Regions from separate parts of the Zea mays genome. Here region 2 is linked to region 1. The links are chromatin contacts, called in public Hi-C maps. All regions are on one chromosome and are shown on one strand. Each heading gives the region's core, a stretch centred on a gene start, on an enhancer-like site or on the middle of the called end of the contact. The rest is flanking DNA. Distances are from core to core; before and after follow the strand shown.

Region 1 (4,015 bases), core at 894-3,393:
GGCAGACTCAACCTCGGCTTCGGAGGAACCCCCACGTCGCCCTGCCTAGGGCACAGACCGCCACGTCAACAGGAAGCGCCATCATCATCCTACCCCGAATCGACTCGGGTCACGGAGAACAAGACCGGCGTCCCATCCGGCCAGCTCCGCCGGAGGGGCAATGATGGCGCTCCACAAGCTCTATGACGACGGCGGCCCCCAGCTCTCTTACGGAAGCAGGATGACGTCAGCAGGGACTCGACCGCTCCAACAGCTGTCCCTCCGCCAGGCTCCGCCGCACCTCCGACAGCCACGACATCACGCCAGCAGGGTGCCCAGATCTCTCCGGCTGCCACATTGGCATGTACCTAGGGCGCTAGCTCTCCCTCCGCTAGACACGTAGCACTCTGCTACACCCCCCATTGTACACCTGGATCCTCTCCTTACGACTATAAAAGGGAGGACCAGGGCCTTCTTAGAGAAGGTTGGCCGCGCGGGACCGAGGACGGGACAGGCGCTCTCTTGGGGCCGCTCGCTTCCCTCACCCGCGTGGACGCTTGTAACCCCCCTACTGCAAGCGCACCCGACCTGGGCGCGGGACGAACACGAAGGCCGCGGGACTTCCACCTCTCTCACGCTCGACTCCGGCCACCTCGCCTCTCCCCCCTTCGCGCTCGCCCACGCGCTCGACCCATCTGGGCTGGGGCACGCAGCACACTCACTCGTCGGCTTAGGGACCCCCCCGTCTCGAAACGCCGACAAATATCTAATCGTTTTGTGGGGGGTCCCTACCCTGCCTTATGCACTTGAGAGGGTTAGGGTTATACAATTAAGCTCGCTGCTATCTTGAAGCCTACAACCACAGAACTGTCCCCGACTCCCCGCCCATAAGACAGCGTGTGATCCTCCGCGGGGTTTATACCCCTGTATGCATGGAGGTTGGTTGTGATGCTTCGAGTCTGCACGTTTGAATTCCTGCTTCTCCCTTGGGCCACGTCTTACTGATCAGCCTGCGTGGTTTACCCTGTCCGACCCATGAAGGCCCTTTAACGACCTACATAGGAATCCTGGTCGCAGGGTCCCAGGGGATATCCATCCCCACAGGACGAGCACCAAATGAGGGAGGTGCACCAAACGGGGGAGCGAACGAAGGAGGAGCACCAATGATCCATATGGAGGATCACCATATGGATACCCATCCGCGTATGGAGAAGGATATGGATAATTGAAAGGTTGAGAAGAAGGAGCATATGTGGTAGGAGCCTTAGTGTTGGAAGGAGGATTGTCGGTGGTAGAGTTTTTATTAGGAGGAGCATCCACACATGGTCGGAGGATAGAGAGGAGGAGACCAGTATGGAAGTAGAGGTTGCAGACTCAGAAAACGGGGAAGGTCAGAAACATCCTCCCAACACGATGTACAGGAGAAAGATCATCGAAGTAGACGTGACCTACACCGGCAGGGATCTCGGAACTTTGTGGATATTGATCGTTGAGCAAGTCGGTGAAGATGCATATTCAAATAGAGTGAGAGACTCCAATATAAAAGAAAGACAAGCAAATTGGAGGGTGAGGGTATGAATGAATCCAAACATCCTCCTCTATCTAAATGGTAGGTCTATGATTTATTGAACTTCAATTAGTCAAAATGACGTGAATCAAGGAGATAATACGTTGTGACAGGTAGTCTGTAACAATCGATGGGGTCGATATCGACCGTTGGGTACGATATGCTCCATGCTAATGCCAGAGCCCTTGAAGAATCGAGGGTCGGATCCCCTGCCTGCCTACGAGTAGGATGCAGGGAACCAAACGCGCCCCCACGTGTCTGTTACATCGGGTCGATCTGAGGCTAGCTCCTTTTTCCAGCACGGGTGCACGAACAGGCAGTACAATTCAAGAAAAATGGCAACAACTAGCTAGGAGTACATATCAAGTTCTCACTCATGAGTCATGACATGCCTGTACAGCGCTGAACGCTGCACTGCAGATGTCCGCCTGGCCCACCGCCTCCTCTCGTCCCAAAGTCCCCATGGACGTGACATCATAATTCGGACTTGTGCATGCATCAGGTTATTTAGTTTATTTGACCTCCATAAATAGCTAGTAGTAGTTAGGAGACTCAGGCGTGTTAAAGTGATCGCCACCGGCCGTCGGCTATACATGCATAATAAATCGCTTCCGTCGGCCAATGAATCTCGTAGAGTCGTACGTAGTACAGTGTACTAGAAACGTTTTTTTTTAAAAAAACCGTATCCGAAAATAATTTCTGAGTAGTCTGTCACTATAAATATAATCTAAAGGGTTCGATCTTCCCAAGCCACCTTTATAAATCTCTACCATGTATGCAGATACATCTATTCTACCACGCATGTGCCTAGATATCTATACTATATATATATACGTCTAATATATAGCTAGGAAAAAACAAAATAACTTTTAAATTTATATGGAGGGACGAGGGAGTGTAAGTAGTGGTTGAAGGAAAACTTGTCTGAAACTCGACGCGGACGTGGAATGCGACTGAAAACTGACTGCATGCATGGTGCGGTAACGACGAGGCCACGTTTTGTAGAGAGAGAGAGAGTTTTGTTACGTGTCCACATCCACACAGTGCCATAAAAGGGGTCGTCGCAAAGCCGCTACACGATCGAGCAGCGGCGTCAGCCAGCTTTCTTTCTTCATCAAACCGCATTTCCGATCAAGTCCCGACTGAATCGTCGTCGACGACGACGACGACGTCGCACACTCATTTTGTTGTCGCCGTTTTTTTTGGTACGTACAGACGGGTATAGGTACGTAACGTACTACGTACGAATACATTGCGCGCGTTCCTTCTAGTACTAGTAGTAGGCTAGTACGGCCGACGACGACGAGTAGTGCAAATCAAGCGTAAATAAAATCCTTTGCCGACCCCTACCTTATTATTTAGCCGCCGCCTGTGGGCTGCTGTGGCCGTGTCCTAGACGAATATGCATGTACGCACGTACTTATGCAGTATTATTACTACTAAATTAAGTCGTACGTACGTGCTTATACAGTACGTCGTCAGTACATATATGCAGTATTATTAGCATGTACAGAGTGATCACGAGTCAAATAGTGGCGAAACAATATATAGCTAGGGTCTCCCGATTACTACTAAATTTGTATTAACACTTTTCTTGTGGTCTGACCTTCGCTCGCGTAAACGGGGGAAGGGAAAAAAAAACAAAAAAAAACGAGCATTTGACTATCGCCGTCTTCAGTTAATTGCCCTTCTTTTGTCGAGTACTCAACATCCCAGCCCATCCTGCAGGGCGGTCGGCTCTGGAGCATATCGTCTGACCGAAAACTACAGCTAGCTAGCATTCATTCATTTGGCCCGCGCGCGGTTATCTGGAGTCTCGCCATGCACTTGCACTACTGATATACTACGGAATAATACATTGAAATATAGGAATGCATGGTGTGGATCGGTATGGGGCTATGGCCTATGGCCTATGGGCATGCCAGTCGGCAGTGTCACGATTCGGGCCGCCGCGATATACTTAGGGCATGTACAGTGGAGAGACACCAAAACGGTTCTCCAAGCACAGGAGACAACTAAGAGACTCTATTGTACAATAGAGTGTCTATAAACGTAGTCTATTAATAAATACAGAATTAAATGTATTTGTATAGCATCAGATCGGTAGAACAGACGACAAATTCGTACAGTGAGAAGTGAGGCGTCTGTTGTTACTTGGTTTACGAGACAGAGGCGTCTCTTCACGGAGAGACGGCTCTAAGATTATTTTGCAAATAACCCCTAAAACACCTTAAGAGCCCCACATTAAACACCACTGTACATGCCCTTATGATTGAATAGTAGGTCGGTCACCGCGGTCCGTGGCTGGCAGTCACACCGCCTCCCGCGGGGCCTCGGCACAGTTGCCATGCATGCATGCATGCGCATGGGCATTCGATCTCTAGCCAGCAGGTGCTGCGCGCGCGGCGGGCTCTGTGTCGCGCTCTGTCCTCTGTACATGGACACATGGTAGGGAGAGATCAGTGTGGT
Region 2 (4,202 bases), core at 1,137-3,636, 100 kb before region 1:
CAGAAAATAATGGTCAGATACCTTCCACATTTTTTGTTTCGGCCACATCAGAAGATTTAGCAGATCCATAACCTGGATTAAAACTGGGTTGATCATCATCTACCGCGAGTTCATCTACATTCAGGTTGACAGGTTCAACTTGATCAACAGCAATGTTGCTAGATTTTTCTTCAGAACCATTTTCTGATGCAGAAGCTGCAGCTTCATGCAATGAAACAGCATCATCAACCTCCATCTCAAACTCTTCCTTCGGTTCTACTTCTGAAGAATTCCCAATTTCGTGAGTACCTGGCGCTTTTACCTCTATTTCGTCAACTTCACGATCTGTTCTTTTCACTTCGACCATATTTTCAGCTTTCAAATCTGCTGCTGTGATTTCATCAACTAAATGAACTTCTGCCTTGACTTTATGTACGAGGCTTGATTCAACATGAGGATCTGATACTGGCTTAACAAAAATTGTGCCTATAAAAACTCCCCTGGCCAATCCACCCTGCATGATATCTTGGCTTGTATCCTCAGTTACTTGCTCTGACTCGCCAACATTAACACTGGGGACAGCTTCATCTGTTCTTTCCTTCATAGGAAGCTCTGTTTCCTCATTAGAGGAAACAACACCAACCATGCAGTCATTACACAAACTATCCTCACCATCCTTATCCACTTCTTCAAATTCGAGAATACCACATGTGGCCTCACCTTCTACCTGCATGGGCTTGGCTTCTTGCTCCCCAGAAGCATCAGCTGTACCGTCTACACTGGGATGCCCATCTGTGTCAACTTCCTCTCCTATGAGTTCCTCAACACTGCGTGCACAGTTCCTTTCAGTTGGTTTTAGCACTCCATCCAATAGTTCAGCTTCAGTTTGTGGAACTTCCTCTTCTTGCTGATCAGTTTCTTGTCCATCCGTCTCAAAGGAATGAGACTTGGACTCAGAAGCAATTATAAAAGAATCAGCACCCGAGGCAACATAAATATGCCCATTGGTTTGTGATGATGCATCGATGGCATCCAGTTCTCCACTGGCAGCAGCATCCTCTCCTGATTCTGCAACTTCAGTCAGTTTGCTCTCATTAGCAATGTTATCAGGCTTAGTAGCAGCTTCAGAAGAATCTGCTTGGATGTCGGCACAAAGATGCCCATTTGCCATCAGCGCATCTGCCCTAACTACACCCTGCCCTATGACCTCCACGACATCAGCATTGCTCTGTTCTTGTTTGCTATCCTTTCCATTAACCTCAGACTCGATGTCGGCAGAACCAGACTCGGTACAAATTAGGACATCATCGCGCATGCAGGACTCCACAGCATAATCCTCTTGACTGTCAGGCTCAGTAACAGCTACAAATGAATCAGCCCTCATGTCAGCACAAAGATGCTCATTCTCCACCAAAGCACTTGCCCCACATGTACCCTGCTCATGTGGCCCCACAATATCAGCGGTGCTCTGTTCTTTGTTATCCTCTCTAATAACCTCGGACTCCATGGAAGCAGAAGACTTGGGAAGCGTTAGGGCATCATCATGCTCTGTGCTAACTTCCTGATGCACCACCGCTTCAGCGACATCAGCAACAGCACTTCCATCCACCGTGCCCTCCTTGCCTTCAACCTCATCATCCACAGCTGGTGCCGCCTCAGAATCAGCACCGGTGATGGCAGGTTCGCACCCGCTGGACGCCAGAGCAGCTGCCCCACCGTCCTCTTCACCAACGTCCTCCTGCGGCGCCGCTTCAGCATCAAAATCGGAACTTGGTTCGCCTTTGCCCTCATCCGCGCCACCCTCAGCGCCGTCGGAAGCACGACCACTGCCGTCCGCCGACGAAGCACCGAGTGCCGCACCCTGAGCACTCACTTCCCCTCGGGCGGACCCGTGATCTCCGCCCACGGCCAAGTCCGGAGCTACATTGGAGCCGGGCACGTCCTCCTCCTCGGACGACGACTCCTCGCCGGACGCCTTGCCCAGATCTGAGCCACGGTCGGAGTGCCCGTCAGAATCGCCGCCGTTCACGACCACAAAAGGCCCGCCGACGTCCTCGCCCTCGCGCTCCCCGGCCGCCTTCTCCTCCAGCGACGCGGTGACCACCTTCTCGGGCACGAATTCCGCCTTCGGCGCCTCGCCGGCGCCGTTGCACGCCGTCCCCTCCGCCGTCATTGCTGTTTCCCCGCGGATCGCGCCCCGATCCTGCACGCCACAGCAAAAACACGTCATCTGTTAAGACGCCAGAGCCATACGCCCCAACACAGATCGCAGATCAGAGATCACCCTGGATTAACCAAAGGCTCCCACGGCACCTCCACCGCTCCACGACACAAAACCCAAACCTCGCAAAGAGAGAGACAGACAGACAGACAGACGAAACCCAAAGCTCCAATAGAGAGATCGAGATGTGCGAGAAGATCTTACAGACGACGGCGAGGCGGGATCCGGGAGGCTCCTCGTACGCGTACACTCGGCCACCTACCGAAGCGAAGAAGCGATCTGGGGGTCGGCGGACCCCGATCGGCGAGGGCGGTGGGGCGAGGTGAGAGATGGATCTGTCTCTACCTGGCCGTGGCCGTCGCGCGTGTCTTCTCCTGTAGTCGTTGTGTGCGCGCTTTCGGAACTAGACTAGAGGTTTTCGAGGACGCGATTTTTAGGCCTTTAACCCAGATGGGATCTGGATTTATATTCGCGCTACGATAAGCTTGCCGTAGAATCCCGCGTCCGGGATAGTAGCGACCGCGGCCACGGAATTAGTTTGGATACGGGTACGGCACAGCACGAGCCACACCACCGACAGTCTCGGTCTCGAAACGGCCGGCGTCTCCTGCTGCGTCAGGCTCGGGGCTCGGGTGACGTCGTCGCCGTGAGATTTTTGGAGGCCTGGGGAAGTTGGGATTGGGACCGTACTCAGGTCAAGCAGTTCTAGAAGCTCATCATGGCCTTTTGCGCTTTTCTTTTATACTTTTTCGGCCCATGAGAATGGTGATATGTGCTCCTATTTTAAGCGTGGAGAATAGTCTTATGTTTGAAGAAAATAGCTAGCCTATGACTGCTTTTGCACATGCCTTCCTACGTTGGAATGCATTTATCTTCATTTAGCATATATATATATATATATATATATATATATATATATATATATATATATATATATATATATATATATATATATATATATATATATATATATATATATATATATATATATATATATATATAGAGAGAGAGAGAGAGAGAGAGAGAGAGTGTTTATTTAGAGGTTTTTATGATGTTGTCTTTTTTTATCTAGGTTGTGTGCAACATATATAGGTTCATAGGGCATCGCTACAATTCATCTCCTCACGGCCATCCTACCACAATCCGGGATACATAATTTTATGAGAAAAACTGTCGTGCAATTAAGTTTTTTTTTCACTCCTCGTACAATCACACTAATAAAAGTCATGATATTTTTTATAAAAAATATATTTTTATTATTTGCGCTATCAATACATCAAATTTAAAGTTTTACTTCGTTCTATGTTAAGGAAAAACTCTATTCGATATGAAGGATTAAAATGATAATTTTTCTCTTTTTATATCCATTAACATAGAATAAATTAGAACTTAAAATTTTAATATATTAGTAGAGTAAATAAATGAGTACCTATATTTTTAGTGATTTTAATGACTTTTGATAGTTTGTTTTGTTCGGTGGTTGAATGATAACCTTTGTTGCACTAAAATTTTTGTCTAGTTTTAGATAAAAATTATTAATTAAACTATGCATATTAGAGTTGACCTTCGTCTTCAAATTTGTCATTATCTAATCCAACAAATACAATTACATCTAGAGGTATTAACTTGAGCCATGCTAGAACTCAAGGTAAATTCAAAGTATCTATATTATTATATTAAGGCGGTAAGGGGTAGGCTGCCTCTGACATGTTCTGCCTTCCAGCGATCTGGACCGTCCGATACGCCATAGAGTCCCTCTGTTGTCCGATGCGTACACTCTCTCCCCCCAATGCACACCCGCTCGCGATCCTTGTTTTTCCTCTCCTGTTCGGATCCAAAAAAACCCTAGCCTCATCACCGTCCTGGTGCTCGCCTTCGGCGTGGTGTTCCTGCCCAAGGCCACGGCCGACGACGCCGTGCTGCAGCGGTTCGCGCTGGCGCCCGCCGACCCGGCGTCTAACTCCATCATCTCCTTCAACGTCACCGCCACGGTGTCGCTCCG

The links. Hi-C and Micro-C count contacts between places; a contact is called where the count stands out from the background.
Region 2: a contact with region 1 is called in a Hi-C map of leaf, with 4 times the contacts expected there. The contact joins the promoter of LOC103634210 here to the enhancer-like site in region 1. A contact is called at or near these places in 5 of 25 Hi-C or Micro-C datasets (bundle sheath, leaf and tassel).

The regions. Positions count from the first base shown.
Region 1 is chr7:139,279,124-139,283,138 of Zm-B73-REFERENCE-NAM-5.0, reverse strand. No RefSeq gene overlaps it. Among protein-coding and RNA genes, the nearest start is that of LOC103632941, 16 kb to the right of the region's middle. Within about 2 kb of position 2,143, at least 10 of the 20 cell types and tissues checked have an H3K27ac peak or open chromatin away from gene starts, as enhancers often do. A contact at or near this core is called in bundle sheath, leaf and tassel, where this site is marked.
Region 2 is chr7:139,382,336-139,386,537 of Zm-B73-REFERENCE-NAM-5.0, reverse strand. It overlaps LOC103634210, which reads left to right and starts at 2,386. Exons shown (of 2, transcript XM_008655792.1): 1 at 2,386-2,522; 2 at 4,050-4,202. The coding sequence starts at 2,386. LOC103632943 (titin homolog) reads right to left here and starts at 2,828. Exons shown (of 9, transcript XM_008654653.3): 1 at 2,405-2,828; 2 at 22-2,182. The coding sequence starts at 2,152.